2 separate regions of the Mus musculus genome follow, and region 1 is linked to region 2. Evidence: chromatin contacts called from public Hi-C data. All regions are on one chromosome and are shown on one strand. Each heading gives the region's core, a stretch centred on a gene start, on an enhancer-like site or on the middle of the called end of the contact. The rest is flanking DNA. Distances are from core to core; before and after follow the strand shown.

The links. A called contact is a pair of places that touch in the nucleus more often than the background predicts.
Region 1: a contact with region 2 is called in a Hi-C map of cerebral cortex, with 4 times the contacts expected there. The contact joins two enhancer-like sites. A contact is called at or near these places in 26 of 484 Hi-C or Micro-C datasets (the HL-1 cell line, adipose-derived mesenchymal stem cells, brown adipocytes and 16 more).

Annotation. Positions count from the first base shown.
Region 1 is chr11:109,191,178-109,195,037 of GRCm38.p6, reverse strand. No RefSeq gene overlaps it. Among named protein-coding and RNA genes, the nearest start is that of Gm39440, 26 kb to the left of the region's middle. Within about 2 kb of position 1,662, at least 12 of the 459 cell types and tissues checked have an H3K27ac peak or open chromatin away from gene starts, as enhancers often do. A contact at or near this core is called in cerebral cortex, where this site is marked.
Region 2 is chr11:109,030,371-109,034,157 of GRCm38.p6, reverse strand. Gm36876 (a long non-coding RNA gene) reads right to left here. Exons shown (of 4, transcript XR_389100.4): 4 at 1-1,419. Among named protein-coding and RNA genes, the nearest start is that of Gm24149, 35 kb to the left of the region's middle. Within about 2 kb of position 1,342, at least 22 of the 459 cell types and tissues checked have an H3K27ac peak or open chromatin away from gene starts, as enhancers often do. A contact at or near this core is called in cerebral cortex, where this site is marked.

The DNA of each region.
Region 1 (3,860 bases), core at 413-2,912, 160 kb before region 2:
ATCTAGAGGTATCTAGTTGCATCACATCTGCAGGCAAAAACAAAGAGATGAATGTGTGAGGCTTTCGGCTTGCTTGCTTTCTCCTCCCTGACATACCTACCTAGGGAATGGTGCTGCCCACGGTGGGCTGGGTCTTCCCATATCAATTAAAAATCAAGACAATCCCCTACTGACTTTCTCCCCAATTACTTCTAGGTTGTGTCAAGTTGACACTTAACCAACCATCACCCCAGGTGATGACAACAAATGTCCCCTCCCTGATGTCTTCCCTTTTCCTTGAAATATAGACTGCTTGCAGGACTCTTTGGTACCTTCATCATTATGTGGGTGTTACCTGACTTACCGAGGCACCTCCATTTCACTCCTTCATTCTCAGTAAGAAAGAGAGAGAGAGAGAGAGAGAGAGAGAGAGAGAGAGAGAGAGAGCCCTCAGCAGAGGCAGAAATCAAGTGAGACACTTTCTTCCAGAAGCCAGCCTTGTCTCTTTGTCCCCTCTCCTGACTCTGACCTGCAAGCTGACTTTCATTCTTTCTGCCTCTCAAATCCTTCCTAACACTTGTCAAAAATTAAAGTGGGACCTCCCTTCAAACGTTCTATCTGCCTTTGCCAAGAAGGCAAGTCTGTCACCAAAGAATCTACATTAATATTCCAAATATGCATCGCTCAGAGACGAAATAACATCGTCTGCTTTCAAGCCAGGTTTGGGTGACCTCTGCGCTTTAATATTTTCAGTGAAGTGTCATGTGACAATTCAACTGTATTCAGAGAGAGGAGAAAGTGAGCGTGTCCTTACAGACGCATCGACTGCAAATGGGGGGATGAGATGCAGCTCAGGGGCAAGTACTTTATCCTTTTTGTTTGTGATTTCTGCTTCGGCTAAGTAGATCCACACGAAGCTCTCTCTCTCTCTGTGTGTGTGTGTGTGTGTGTGTGTGCTTGCATGTGCTCACGTGCACATGCACACATATATGTACTACATATGTATATACTACCATACAAGAGGGGAGGACAGAGCATAATTTTGGGTGTCAGTCCTCTCTGAGACAGAGTCCCTGTTTTGACTGATACTCTGTGTATGACAGGCTAGCCAGCTTGCATGCTTCCAGGAGGACCTAAAACTTGTCTCCATCACACCATAAAAGTACTAGGATATGGTTGCATGGTGCCATACCCACGTTTATGGGTTCTGGGGTCCCACACCAGCTTGAAGTGGGCTCTTGGGATTTGAACTCAGATTCTCACAGTTGCACAGCAAGAATTTTATCTGTGGAACCAGCTCCGGAGCTCCAACATGAAGGACCCTCAGACACATAGAATTAAGACTAAGGAGTCTTCATTTCCTAACACAAAAGCATCCAGAAAAGTGCTTGCTCTCCCTCTCCCTTCTCTTTCCTCTCCCTCTCCCCCTCCCCCTCCCTCTCTCCCATCCGGCTTTGTAGCAGAACATTACCTTGTTCCAGCTCCTGTAAGGAGACTCTCATTACAGCCAGGCCCCATTACCCTTACAAGAATGAGGAGTCTCTGCTCTTAGCTATAGAGCAGCGATGAACAGTTAGTATCAACTGGCCCCTTTCAGGCCTGGGTCATGCTACCCCAGGCCAGGGAGCTCAGAGGCTGCAACTTAGGGTGCAGTTCCTCCAGAGGCCAGGAGGGGGGTGTCTTGTGCTTCAGAAGTCCCTTGCCCTCCTTGCTATCCGATCTTCTCTTGGCCGGAAAGGCTCCATCCCCACAGAAGCATGGCATTTGCTCCACGGAGGGCCTGCAGATCTGCTTGCCACAATAATCAACTCTGCCCTAGGCTGCGCCACCCAGGTCTTTTTTACTTAGAAGTTAGCCGAACTGCGGGATTTCTTGCGATGGGCTCAGTCATCACCCTGGCAGGCCTGTGGGCATGCCATCGGGGGCAAGTTTACACAGATGCCTGCATCCGGGCACTCAGAGCAGGTGTCCACTAACCCCAATCAGACCACCCTCCCAGAAAAGAGCCCCCCCTTGGGTTTGAGGGATGACAGGTCAGTCTTTGGAGTGGCCCGTAGGGAAACCCACTACCTGCCTGTCATCCACCAGTGAGCCCGTGTGGGAGGCTTTGAGCAGATGCTGGGGAACAGAACGCTGGCTTTGGTTGACACTAGGAACTTGATACAACACTGCCCTGATTTGTCATGACAACCCTGAGGTACTTCAGGGCTGCTCGGTTACATATAGGAAACAGGCTCAGATCGATGACAGGCTATGCCAAAGGTCACCAAAGCAGCAGGTGGCAGAGCCATGGGTTGCTTGGAGGCCCTCAGAGCCCTGGCCCATGCTGGTGAATCTGCCCCACCTGCACAAACAGATGGGCCCTTGGAGGCTGGAGAAATATCTAGCCCTTCAATGCTCTAAAATATTCAGGACTTTCTACTCTATATCTCTATTTCTGTTGTTTTGGATTCTCCTAACAGATCCTTACTGGTATGAATGGGAGGGACATTAGACCTGGATGTCAACCCTGTTAGATGGTTCCTCCTTCAGCAACCCCTGTTCCCCACCCCTTCCCCACCACACAAGGCTTCAGGACTTTTCTTTAAACCCTGAAGGGAGGGAACTTGCCCATAACGAACAGGAATGTGATTGAATGGTCCTCCTTAGAATACGTGGAAAGGCTGCCACTTGGCACTTGGTTCTTAAGTCTTGGTGCTTCTAGAAGCTTCTACCTCTACGTCCTCTACCCAGAGAGGAGGGGTGATGTCTAAAGATTCCTCGATATGCGATATTTTACTTTTGTAAAGTTTGTGGAGGACTGGCAAGATAAAGGCAACTGTTACCAACACTGACGACTTGATTCCAATCTCCAGATCCCACAGACAACCGAAACAATCATCCTCAACAACAAATACGCCATGGTGCACATGCACACAGCAATCAATCAATCAATCAATCAATCAATCAATGTAATTTTTTGAAATTGTGGAAAATTATATTCTGCACCACAAATCTTTTCCTTTTAAATGTAGCAAAGAATTCACTGTGTAATATTTACCTTATAACCATTCATAACTGTATAATCTCACAGCACTAACTACATATACACATAGTCACTGCCATCATCCACCCACAGAATTTTCCTCACCCTGCCTAAAAAAAGAAAAAAAAAAACCCTCTGTGTTGATTAAACACCTGATTCCCATTACCCCATCCTAAAACTACCACTCTACTTTCTGTCTGTAAGAATCTGACTACATGTGCCTCATGTGCTTGGAGTCAGACCACCGTCTGTCTATTTTGTGGCCGCCTTATTTCATTCAGTAGAACACCCTCAAAATTTTGTCCATGTTGCAGCCTGTGGCAGGATTTCTTCCTGTTCAAGAGTGAGTAGTATTCCACTGTGTGCCTATATCAGATTTCATTAGTCTTTCAACTCTTTATTTTTTAGAGTCAGAGTCCTACTATGTTGCTAGCTCAGGCTGGCCTACTATGTTGCTAGCCCAAGCTGATCTCAAATTCACAGCAATCCCCCAACCTACGCTCCCCAAAGAGCTCGGATTATAGGAATGAGTCACCATGCCTGGCTTACCTTCTTTAGGTGAAATATATTGTTGCTTACTCAATGAAATGGATTATTAACATTATAATCTAGGGTTGGAGCCAGCTATCCAACCTTTAAGGACCAAACAGTAAATACTTTAGGTTTCATAGACTTCTTTACAGCACCTGTGCAATCAAATGCCTGGGCAACAGTGATGTGGCGCCACGGTTACCACATTTGTAAATGAATGGGTAGGGCTATCTACCAATAAAAATTTATTTACCAAAAAAAAAAAATGCTGGGCGTGGTGGTGCATGCTTTTAATCCCAGCACTCAGGAGGCAGAGGCAGGTGGA
Region 2 (3,787 bases), core at 93-2,592:
CTCCTGGGCTCTGGACCCCTGAAAACAAAGCGATGGTCTCAGTTTTTAAACCTGGTTTAAGAATGTGACACTTGGTCTTTCTGCAAGGGGAGAAGGTACCTGTGGCCTACACGGCAAGCAGAAGCATGGTCAGGCCTGGAAGAATGACACAGATCAGGATCTCGGCAAGCGTGGGTGGCTGACTACAGCTAATCAAGGAAGCGTTCGAGGGCAGCATTATCTTTCTCTGGGCTCCAGAGACTCGACTGGTCACTGGTTGACAAGCCCTTTCTGTGTCCCACCCAGGTGCTTTTCAGTTGAGCCCCACTCACCCTTCTAACACACTATGGTCTCCCCTTCCCCACCAGCCCACCCTGTATGTATGATATGTGGATATGTGCATGTTCATGTGTGCAGGTGCGGATGTGTGTACAGGAAGCCAGAGATCAACCTTGGGCGTTGCCCGTCATGTGCCATCTTCCATGCTTGTGAGACTGTCTCTTGTTGGCCTAGGTTTTACCGATTCAGCTAGATTTCTTGGCCAGTGAACCCCAGAATCCTCTGCTGAGACCTCACCAGCAATGGAATCACAGATGGGTACCACTGAGCTCATTTAATTACGTGTGTGTGTGTGTGTGTGTGTGTGTGTGTGTGTGTGCATGTGCACACATGGGGAGGTCAAAGAACTTACAGACTTGGTTCTTTCCTTTTTCTGTATGAGTCCCAGAGCTTGAACTCAGGCCTTGGGGCTTGGCAGCAAGTGCCCACGAAGCCATCTTGCTGACCCCAAGCCTAGTTTTTGTACATGGGTTCTAGGAATCACACTCAGATTTTCATGAATGCCTGGCTAGCACTTTACCGACTGAGCGCCCCCCCCCTTCCTATTCATGTATCCTCCCCTGCAATCCCACCTTGACCTTACGTCTGTCCATGACACAAACCAAAGGCACAGGGACCCAGTGTTAGCCATGACTGACTCGTTCGGATGGGCACTTGCAGACAGCATTTTAGCTTCGTTGGCTTCATCCATTTTGTCCTCTCTGAGCCGTTCCAGGTCTGGCCATTTGCTGGAGGCCTGGGTGAGGCTGTCCACAGTGACATTCTGTGAGTAAACACCCCTTCATCACAGGCAGGATGCTTGCCGACAGTGGCTTTCATCTGGCTCCACACAGAAGGGATGGAGAATCAAGCCTTTGGCTGATCAAAACACAGCGGGCGGGAAGCCAGCAGGAGCCCATTGTCCTTGCTGCCATCTTGGACTTCACTCCCACGCAGCTGCCTTTGGGTTTTTAAACAGCATTTGTTCAGGGGACAGTGATTTAGCCAAGGCTGGCACCGGACTCAAAGGAGTTCGCAACTGGGTAACTCAGAATCACAATGATTGCTAGTAGCCTTTCCTCTCTTGGCAGGTGTCCTCTGTCCCAGAGACCATGGGCAAATCTGCTCAGGAAGAGAGGCCGGAATTCATTAGCAAGAAGATGTTATAAATGGAGTCTTCTTAAATGGGCTTATGACTTTCAGGCTCAAAGGTAGAGCAAATCAGGGCCAATCCAGGGTAAGAGTGAGGATGCCTCTTTGAGGATGTTGGGAACAAAAAATACTGTTTCTTCCTGTCACTTGTGTATCAGGGGTTCCTGCTGAGTTCTGTAGGGCACTTAGGAATAGGAGAGCACTTTTAAATATCCCACTTGAGGGATGGTAAGATGGCTCTGTGGGTAAAGTCACTTGCTGCCAACCCTGATTGATTACCCAAGTTTAATCACCAAAACCTACATGGTGGGAAGAGAGAAACAAGTTCCAAGAGTTTTCCTCTGACCTACACATACACGGTGTGTTGTTCATGCACACATATACACAGGCACAATTTGAATGATGTAAACAACTTTTTAAATATCCCGTTAGTTCTCTTCTAATGCAGTTGGGTGTTTCCCAGCTTGCTGCTGCTGCTGCTGCTGCTGCTGCTGCTTCTCCTGCTCCTGCTCCTGCCCCTGCCCCCGCCCCCGCCCCCGCCCCCCCGCTCCCGCTCCTGCTCCAGCTATCACCCTAAGTCAGCCCTGCTTAACCTGGCAAGCATGTTGCACCAGGGACTGAAATTGTCTTTGTCTGGGGATAACTGTGCTTTATAATGTGTTGAGCAATACTCTTGGTCCCTATTTACCTTAGGACAGTAGCAACCCTTTACCCATGACAATCAAAGATGTCTTCATCATGTGTGTCCAACTTATGGGTCTTATGAAGCTACATGCAGCCTTGCTCAGGTATGAAACTAAGCATAAAACATAGTCATAAATTTTGGTCTTATGATAGCTCTTTCAACTGATTCATGCAGTTCTTAGGAGTGACATTCTGTCGATGACAACATTGCACTGTGATGTCCCCAGGTTGGACACAGGCTAGGGAGATGATGACTCAGTCTAAGAAGAAATCAGCTTGCCAGCTCCAGGAGCAGAATTCTCTGCCCAGAACCCATGCTTCAAAAGCTGGATGTGTTGGCATGAATCTGTAACCCCCACTCTGGGGAGACGGAGACACATGTATTCCTTGAGTCTTTTACTGAGTTGTAGGCCAGTGGAAAACGCTGCTCAGAAGAAAGAAAAGAAGAACAGTGTGTGAGGAACAATATCCAAGGTTGACCTGCACATGGACAAGCACAGATGTGCTCTCTCTCTCTCTCTCTCTCTCTCTCTCTCACACACACACACACACACACACACACACACAGAGAGAGAGAGAGAGAGAGAGAGAGAGAGAGAGAGAGAGAGAGAGAAGGTTTGATGTGCCCACAAGTTAGATGTTATCAAATGTCTCTATAGACAACATTCTCCCCACCTCTGAGGCCTCTCTGATTTGAAGGGCAGAGGAGGCTAAGGAGGAGGAATGTTAATCCAAACTGACACAGCAGCGCCTCCTCACCAACAAGTTGCTATGCATGAGCTTTTGCTATGATTTCTGGGGGAACCCAACATAGGACATCCAAGTTTCTAAGTGGCTTCTCCTCTAGAGAGAAGTCACCAGAAAAGGAGGTGCCATTATGTGCTGGTCACATGGTGTGCCTTAGAGTTCTGTCAACTTGACACCATTGGAAGTCGTCAATTAAGAAAATGCCTCCATCAGACAGTCAGTGAGGCATCTTCCTGATCAGTGCTGATGTGAGAAGGGGTTCTAGCCCTGGGCAGGGGGTCTGAGGTCATACGAGAAAGCCGACTGAGCAGGCCATGGGAATCAAGACAGTAAGCAGACCTCCATGGCCTCTGCTTCAGGCCCTGCCTTGATTTTCTGCTCTCTCTCATTTCCCCTTATGATAAATTATGACTGGGACATGTAAGGGGAAATGAACCCTGTGCTGCCCACGTTTCTTTTGGTCATGGTCTTTATTACAGTGATAAAAAGCTAACTAGAACTCATGACATGCCCAGAATGTCCCTTCTTTTGGGGAGAAAAATTACCTTTTTTTTTTTTTTTTTTTTAATGTATGTGTTTTGCCTGTATGTATGTCTGGGCACCACATGGATGCAGTACTGGAAGGGGCCAGAAGAGGGCATGGGATCACCTGGGACTGATGTGAGTCACCTACCATTTGAAAATCTAACCAAAGTCCAGCAGCCCCATGTCTGTTCTCCTAAAACGTCTCTTGTATCAGTAACTATGCTGACAAACAGACAAAATATCGACAGTTTCTCTCTCTCTCTCTCTCTCTCTCTCTCTCTCTCTCTCTCTCTCTCTCTCTCTCTCTCTCTCTCTCTCTCCAGACTAACCTCCTGGCAAAGAGCCCCCTTAGAACTCAGTTGCACTTGCTCTCACTAACCTC